Linked DNA regions of Bombyx mori: region 2 is linked to region 1. The links are chromatin contacts, called in public Hi-C maps. All regions are on one chromosome and are shown on one strand. Each heading gives the region's core, a stretch centred on a gene start, on an enhancer-like site or on the middle of the called end of the contact. The rest is flanking DNA. Distances are from core to core; before and after follow the strand shown.

The links. Hi-C and Micro-C count contacts between places; a contact is called where the count stands out from the background.
Region 2: a contact with region 1 is called in a Hi-C map of middle silk gland, with 1.9 times the contacts expected there. The contact joins the promoter of LOC101739365 here to the promoter of LOC101739648 in region 1. A contact is called at or near these places in 2 of 7 Hi-C or Micro-C datasets (middle silk gland and posterior silk gland).

The regions. Positions count from the first base shown.
Region 1 is chr5:10,594,353-10,598,981 of ASM3026992v2, forward strand. LOC101739648 (zinc finger protein 521) reads right to left here and starts at 2,283. Exons shown (of 11, transcript XM_021350602.3): 1 at 2,133-2,283. The coding sequence starts at 2,172.
Region 2 is chr5:10,749,496-10,753,986 of ASM3026992v2, forward strand. It overlaps LOC101739365 (CD2 antigen cytoplasmic tail-binding protein 2 homolog), which reads right to left and starts at 3,232. Exons shown (of 5, transcript XM_062668703.1): 1 at 1,781-3,232; 2 at 1,323-1,456; 3 at 535-725; 4 at 34-340. The coding sequence starts at 576.

The DNA.
Region 1 (4,629 bases), core at 1,033-3,532:
TTTACTTGTTAAGTAATTCACGTTGCTTATTCACAACAAATGAGGTTGTGGAATAGGTGAATTATGGGCAGTATGCGACAGTCCAAAGCGCTTTAGACGCGACCACGGACAGTCACTGATAAAATGCAGATATTAGGGCGCCGTGACCGCAGCTGGCGAAGCTCGCTCATCACCCATATGTCGCCCCAACACTCACATCCAACCGTTTATTCACTCCGACCGTGTTCATTTACAGTGCAAGCAATCCATTCACGCAATAATCTGGGCAATTATTTTCACGACGCGGGGCAAATAGTGGGATCAAAGTTATGAAGCGTTCAGTCAGGTTTGCTTAAAGAATTTTTCAAAGCGTTTAAAGAATTCTTCAAAGTGGAAAAAACTGTTGCCAAAAATTTGAAACACCAAAACTCCTCAATCGATACTACGACCAATGAATTGAATGAATTGATTATAGGTTTTTTTTTTATTGGCCATTAAATGAAAAAAGAAGGAAAAAGTTTGACAAACAGAGAAAAAAGGTACTGAACTTTTTTTTTTATAAGTTCTCACAAATTTTATATAGATATTATTTTATTTTATCTCACCCAACAATTAGTAACGTAATTTAATATTGTTTTTTTTTTCATTCCGTATTTGTCATTTTATTCAGTTTCATTCTATAATCAATTTCAATTTCGTAATCAGTTCCATTTCACTTATAATTTCAGGATTACGGTTTCGTATATAAAAGCAACATGGAAGTTAATTAAGGCTTCTTTTTTTCTAACTATGCTGATAGCCTTGAGAGGATATTTCAGCTTCGCTTTGACGTGTAGGTGAGCTCACGGGGCTCAAACCGGAAGTGTTGCTAACACTGGCCCTAGCAAGAGCAGTCCTTCGCTAACTGAATAACTGCTAACTACTTGTGTGGAATAACACTTTATATCGGGTGGAGGAGACGATATTCGTTATAAAAAATCTCGTCTACATCTCGTCTACAAGCATTACTGCTTCACGGCAGAAATAGGCAGGGCGGTGGTACCTACCCGTACGGACTCACAAGAGATCCTACCACCAGTAATTACGCAAATTATAATTTTGCGGGTTTCATTTTTATTACACGATGTTATTCCTTCACCGTGGAAGTCAATCGTGAACATTTGTTGAGTACGTAATTGATTACAAAAATTGGTAGCCGCCTGGGATTCGAACACCGGTGCATCGCTCAACACGAATGCACCGGACGTCTTATCCTTTAGGCCACGACGACTTCACAGTCGTCTTTATTTTTTAAAAGCTTCAAAATTAATACCAAAAATCTTTCCTGGGATTCGAACACCGGTGCATCGCTCAACACGAATGCACCGGACGTCTTATCCTTTAGGCCACGACGACTTCACAGTCGTCTTTATTTTTTAAAAGCTTAAAAATTAATACCAAAAATCTTTATAGGACGTAAACTCTTTTTATTTGCTACAATCAATTATATTGAAACGATTCCCAATATTCTGCTCCAAACTAATCTCTGTCTATCTGCGAAAATCACATTAATATCTGTTCAGTATATCCGGAGAAAGAAAAACAAATATTTTTACCAGAAAATAATTTTAAACAATAGCCCATTTATGTTTATTCTTCTTTAGTGACCCCCTTTCTATTTCTATTTAAATTACATTTACATAATAAAGGTTGTATATCGATTTTAGGTGAAATCTGTGATTTTTTTACGGTAGTTGATTTTAGTTGAATTTTATTTTATTTCCGTTGTAGGCAGGCTAGCATACGGCTCACCCGACAACAAGCGGCACTGTCGTTTGTGAACATCCGCATTCCCAGGGGCACAACCAAGTCACTGCCTACCGAAAGTTAACTAATGGTTAATTGCATAATAGGAATATAATTTGGGAAAATAATACAATGAATGGGCTTGTATTGTGATCAAACAGCTCTTAACGTTATAAGTATAACTTCATTTATTCTTTTTCTTTTATTTTTAAAGCCAGTCTTTAGATTTCTTAATTTTTTTAAAAGCCAATATACAGATACGAGGACGTCTTGTAGGTAAACATTAGTTTCCAACTGTATGTTTATTTATATTCCAAAAAAGGCATTTTTCAAATTTAACTATTTTTTTATTAATCTTAACAACTTACGTTTCAGTGATCTCGGTTTTGCCTGTTTTCTACGAGACATCCTTCGAACACAAATATTTACATACGCATAAAAACAAAACTATCTTATTTATTTACATGTTCTTTGTGTAAGGATCTTATGATATACGTGTAAAGTTCGCAAAATAAGTTAAGAACGCGTGTACAGTTACCGACACTTCGGCCGGTCACGCGGCTCACCCCGCGCTCACTGAAGCTTACTGGCGCCCAACAAGTGGCAAAAACAATAACGCAACCCGCGCAAACTCATAAGACGTTTTTAGAAAAAAAAAAGAAAAATACTCAATACTAATCCGTATAGGAAGTTAATGCATGTGTGTACATACTTCTCACTATAATTTCGCTGCGTCTACTGTCGATTAACTAGATACGTTTACTTGAATCGTTTTGTAGTTTATCGTAAGGTATATTTATAATTTTATAATTATAATCGTCTACTGCAACAAGTGTGTAAAAACCAGATCAGGAAAATATATAAAAATTAAAATTAACTACGTTAATACAAACAGAAAAGACCTATCAAAACGATTGTGTTACATTATATATATACAGTAAAAGCTCTTTATTGACGCTTCCTTCATTCGCGTTTTCACTATTCGCATATTTAAAAAATGCGACCCAATTCCCATATTCGTGGCTAAAGATTTCTTTATTCGCGGATTAATCAATACATCGATACATGCACGTTAATAAAAAGATATCCAACCGAATATCCTTTATAAACGCGTAATGTTCCATATTCCAGGTTTCTGTATTCGCGGCATATTTACAGAACATATACCCCACGAATAAAGAGTTTTTACTGTAGAGTATAAAGAATGAGTAAAACAAACAAAATCTAAGTAGTGCGTATGTCACTCCCACCTAGAAGCCTCTATTTCAGCACTGGTCATGCTTTACGCAGTGAAGCTATTATCACCGAGCTGGTAATCCCAAATTAATCCACCATGTTTCATATACCAACGTCCCGTGATTGATGATGTCAATCTCATGGGTGCTTTAGCGTCGCAACGCTACTTGTCTGTGATTTCAGCATACATTCGGTATGCTGCTAATTTTACTATATTAGAATTATTTTGTCTGTGCAGTTTGGGTCATAAAAAATCGGAGCGGTGAAGCGAGTATTTCGCTCTCTCTTCCACTCACGAGCCTTATGGACGGGCATAGTGATGCGCATTATTGTTGTCGATAAGCGTTATCGATAATGTATTTAGTTTTGTCATTTTGTGGGTTAGTGATAAAAATGAAAGAAAAAATCACTAATCGAACACTTAAAGCGTGTTCAACTAACTAAACAAGATAGCGTCATTGTTAATCCATTTTACGACGTTAAAGCGTTTAGCTGCCTTTGATTTTATAGGCCTCAATTCTACTATAGTTGGGTCAAAACATCTATCACAAAGATTTCATTAAACCAGGTACCTATGCTATGTTGGACCAACCAAACGTTATACGAACGTATAAAATGTCTAGAATATTTAAAATCAAACTTATTTAAATAAAATGTGTAGAATAAAAAATATTAAAGCTATTCTAAATAACTCCCATAGAATATAGGGCCATTCATGCCCGACGCCTAGCGATACAATGCTTAGCGACTAGCCAGTTTTGCATGCTTGATGCCTGAAGAGTTGCTGTTAAATTTAGTTGGGTCTCCGAAAATTCTTTGATAAACAGTTTACACACAACGCTTTTGAGTTGTTCAGAGAAACAACTAGTGAGCACTAATTCAAAATAGCACCTCAAACAGGTCTAAATTAAGAGTAATGAAACAATAAATTATCAATAGTACTGCACAATCTGGATAGGTCTGCTTATATATTTACTGTCCTGATCCTTAACGATTTCTTAGCAGATCAAACGGACAATATAGTAAATCTTGATTCTACGCCTCAAAAAGTTATGTGAATTAATTGGTTTATTAATTGTTTCTTTAAATTCAAATGATTATATCATACATATGCGGTGAGTTAATAATTGCATAGCACAAATACTTAAAGGTGGAAAAAATTAAAGAAACTACTAAACGTGACTTTTTGGATTCTTGCAAAAAAATCTATTTATGTCTCAATTTATTACCCCCACTATTAAACTGAGATATTATTTCATTTTATTTCATCTTATCTCATCTCGTTTTATTCCATTCCATTTCATCCTATTATCAATTTCAAATAAATCGTCTTCACTCCATTCCGCTCTAATTCACTTCTCAATACTTCTCATATAGCAAAGTACATAATAATATATTGTAATAAATGAAAATTAATTTTTAGACCTGGATTTAAATAGTGGCATTTTGTTTACGAAGATGAAGTTCTAGCGTTGTATAATAAAATCAAACACCAAACATTTATAAAATTTGCATAATTACTGTTGGTAAGTTATATTCTAACATCACCTTCTATTACCATTTTTTTTTTTTTAAGAGATTTTATGACCTGGTAACTAAGACCTTTAAGTCATGTCTTATTTTACTTTA
Region 2 (4,491 bases), core at 1,982-4,481, 160 kb after region 1:
CATAATTATAACTGGTACCAGAATAAAACTTACCAAGTCTCTGTAAAGCTTTGGCAATTGTTTCTTTAGGTTTCATATGTTGTAATATTTCTTTATAGTTATGTATCAAATCAAATTGTTGTTCTTGTTCATCTTCACTACTAGATTCATCACCAAGTCCTTTTTCATCGCTATGATGAATTTTATATTTATCCTCTGGTCTACCTTTTACTTTAACCCAGTCAATGTTATCAAGCCATCCATCACGAATTTCTTTTTCTTTTTTCCAATGGTAATGTCCTTGTGTATCAAAATGCCCTTCTTCAAGTTCTTCTTTCATGTTAAAAGGTGTTATTGTAATCTATAAAATAGTACTAATTAATGAAATTAATATTTTATTTGATAGTTATAAGTATTAATTAAGTTGTTAATATTAAATTAGCTGAATTATCCTCAAAAGCATTTTAAGTATTGTTTGGAAAAAGAAACATTTTTTAATTCTCACAACAATTTGAGTATTCTGATTAGGTTTTTGACTTATTCTACTCACTTCACCTTCCATTCCACCAGTTCCTTCCTCTTCACCTTCAATATCATTGGAGTTCATAACATTATTCTTCTCTTCTTCAGCACCACTATCTTCTTCGTCGGAATCCAAGGAATGTTTCTTGCCATCCTTCGTGGCCTTTTTTACTTCGTCTATTAATGCTTCGGAAGCGGGACGCTTTGACATTTTGGTAAAGTAACTAAAAGGAACAAATTTTAATTAAAAACATTAAAAAATATTTGGGTTTATCTAACAAAGACTTTAAACTATAGGCACATTCCTAAATTATCATTGAACACTAAGCAAAGTTTTACTCATCCTCACCCTAATAATATTTTGGGCGCCTTTTCTTGAATAGGTGAACTCAAATTGAGTGAATCAGATTCAACTAGGTTGGTACACGGTTGGTACCTCTTCTTAATTGTGATTGTGTGTCTGTTGCCGTGTGTTAGGTACGCTATCAATGAAATCAATGTTTTTATGTCTATCAAGGTATGGTCTCAAATCTCAATTATTAATTTTATTATGTGTATCAATGACTCGAATATTTAAGTGTATAATCTATGTCTATGACTACGATGTTTGGTTTTAGGACTTTTTGGCGGGAACGCGAGGGGTGAAGTTGTGTGATTTGTTTTATTTTGTCTATTTAGTGTTTCTTCGGGTTTAGATATGTAATAATGGTGGTTTATTAACTGTTTAATATGTGTGTAACTGTATTTTTCTTCTTCTTTACTTAGACATTTTTGTCCACTTTGAGATTTAATTGTTATATATCTGTGCAAAACCGACTTACTTATATTAAATTGCTTAGCTATTTCAACTAAAGACTTATTCCCAAATTCATAGTCTTCTATTGCTGTTTTTAATATTAAGGGATCATATCTCTTATAAAGCTTGCACTCTTTGATACATACACGCGAGGCATATCTAAAAATAGAAAACAATACGTAACTGATAATATAAATATAATTGCACTAATAATTAAATAAAAGTTTTAGACAAAAACATCATGAATAAATGAGATTCTTACCAACACGTTTAAAAAAGATTGTTATAACTACATAGACAACCCTACAATCCTGTACGTATTTATACTTAAGTCGTTCCCATTCAACTTATTGTCGTCCCAATTGACCTCCCTTTCATTGTTATTTGTAGCTCAGGTGACCCCATTAACCCCAAACATAACAATTTTAATATGTATTTTTAAATTATCAAAAAACATTAAAACCAATAACAATTGAGACTTACCGTTAATATATATGATGGCTCAAACACTAAATAAAGTTTTTATATCACAGTCGTCTTATATTATTATCAAATAATATATGCTGGCTTAACCATCAACTGGTGTTCGGTTGTAAAGGACCTAGGCCTACTTATTGACTCCAGCCTGAGTTGGCGAGCCCAGGTCATCTCCGTGTGTCAGTGAGTTACACTTACACTCCGTATGCTTTACCGCCTGAACAATATCCTTCCGCCCGAAACCAAGAGACAATGCTCGTTTAAACTTTGATCTTCCCCATGATCGACTATGGTGATGTGTGCTACTTTGACCTGAATGCAGATCTACTCAATAAACTTAACCGGCTTCTCAATAACTGCATTCGATTTATTTATAATCTTCGGAAATACGATCATGTATCTTCTCATCGCTCCCAACTCAAATTGCTCCCCATTCGACAACGCCGTAGCTTGCGTGCTCTCAGTACTCTTTACTCTTTGTTGCACTTCCCAAATCCACCTGAATACTTAGGGTTTGACTACAGCCAAAATCTTCGTTCATCTCACAATCTTCTTCTTCGCTGTTAGTTCGCAGGTAGTTCGGACTTTTTACATTCTTCCTTCACTATTCAATCTATTCTTCTATGGAATGCGCTCCCACTTAAAATAAGGTCGGCCAGAGTTTAAGACAAGGTTTCGAGTACTTAGAATCAATTAGATGACTCTGCTAAGAGTTAGCAGAGTCATCTAATTGATATTTATTTATATATACACATTTTTATATGTATATATTTATGTATATGTATTTATTTAACAAACAAACAACTGTCTGTACAAACTGTTTAAATAGCACTCGGGAGTTATTTTGCGAAAAAAAACTGTCACACTTTTGGATTAGAAAAAAATAGATGTTGCTTCAGCTGAAGCACTGTAGTGCGCTACCGAAGAATTACACAATCAACGTGAAAAAAGAGCAACCGGTTGGCGATGTATCGCATCCCGACCCGACAGCCTGGTTCTAGTCCAGCGGGGTATTCCGGGACTCCAGTCGCACTGTGTGGGTGGCCTGACGGGCTATCGTACCCAGACGGCTGACGGCTGTAGAGCATTCCGTCTCAAAGGCTCCGTCGACCGGACGTCCTCGGGGGAGCTGCGCTGTCTGTAGTGTTGACCGCGATAACCCCTTTACCTCACCCGGGTTCTGACCTGGAAGGGTATCAGACGATTGGGCGAGAGTGCAGGGGAGTTGTGTAGTGGGTATGGCCCTAAATTCTATCCTTTAGGCCCGCGGTACCGGCGAAGGCGGACTTTCGGCGCGGTATTGTGGGTTTCGTGGAGTCGTAGCGGTCAGTAAGCCCCCTCAACCGGGTAACCGTACGGATTCTACAGCGTTAAAAAAAAACAAAAAGAAGGCCCGCGGTTCACTCCCATACCCCATGCGCCCCTAGGGGCGGGGTATTCCTAGAAAGTTCGGCCCCCAGTCCAAAAAAAAAGATCAAGCACTTCAAACCGCATTTCGTCGACTTTCGCCAGGGAAACTGCTTAGCTGAGTGTTAAGCAACATACCTTGATAAAAAAGTCGTCGGGGCCTAAAGGATAAGACGTTCGGTGCATTCGTGTTGAGTGATGCATCGGTGTTCGAATCTCAGGTGGGTACCAATTTTTCTAATGAAATACATACTCAACTAATATTCTGGATTGACTTCCACGGTGAAGGAATAACTTATTTATTTATTTTATTTATTTATGTACACACAGAAAAAAAGACATAGTACAGAGTAATAGGAAAATTATGTACAAAGGCACTGCTTATTTCTTTAAGAAATCTCTTCCAGCAAACCTGCGAGAGGATAATGAGAATAATAATAAAAAGTGATAAGTGTGTGTAGAACAAATAATACATAACTAAAACAACAAATACAACATGAGAATTATAGTAATGCACTTACACATACCAAATATTGTTAAACTTGAGTACAAAATATTATAAGTCACAGTAACACTCGTATATACGAAGAGTATAGAACCATGATCACTCGGTTGATGAGAGATAAAATTGTTTGACCTTGTATTTAAAAACAGAAACAGACTTGCAAACTCGGATGTCAGCCGGCAACGAATTCCACAGTCTGACCGCGTGCACAGTAAAGGAGTGAGAATAGAAATTGGTTTTGTGAGAAGGGAATAACAAAACAGAACGTTGGTTGGACCTGCAGGGAGCATCAGGAGAACGAATGAAAGAGAATCGCTCACGTAAATATAAGGGAGAAGTGGGCTTATGTAGGATATTGAATAGGAGACATAATATTCGAGTATTCCTACGAAGGCGTATAGGGAGCCATTTAAGTTCTTTGCGAAAATGTGAAACATGATCGAATTTTCTGAGATTGTATATAAAACGGATACATAGATTTTGCATCCTCTCAAGCTTGTTTGAGAGCTCCTCAGTGGCATCCAAGTAGCAGGCATCGGCGTAATCAATTATGGGTAGAATGAGAGCTTGGACGAGAGATATTTTTGTATGCTGAGGTAAGAAGCCCTGCAGACATCTCAACGAGTGCAAGGCGAAGTGCACCTTCCTACTAATCTCAGCAACGTGAGAACTCCACGAAAGATGTCGATCCATACACCCAGGTTTTTAACTGAATCGGTTAGAGTTATTTGAGTCCCATCCAAATAAATTGGGGGGAGTATAGGATCGCTGAGTCTACTGCGCAATTGTTTACCCCCTATAATGA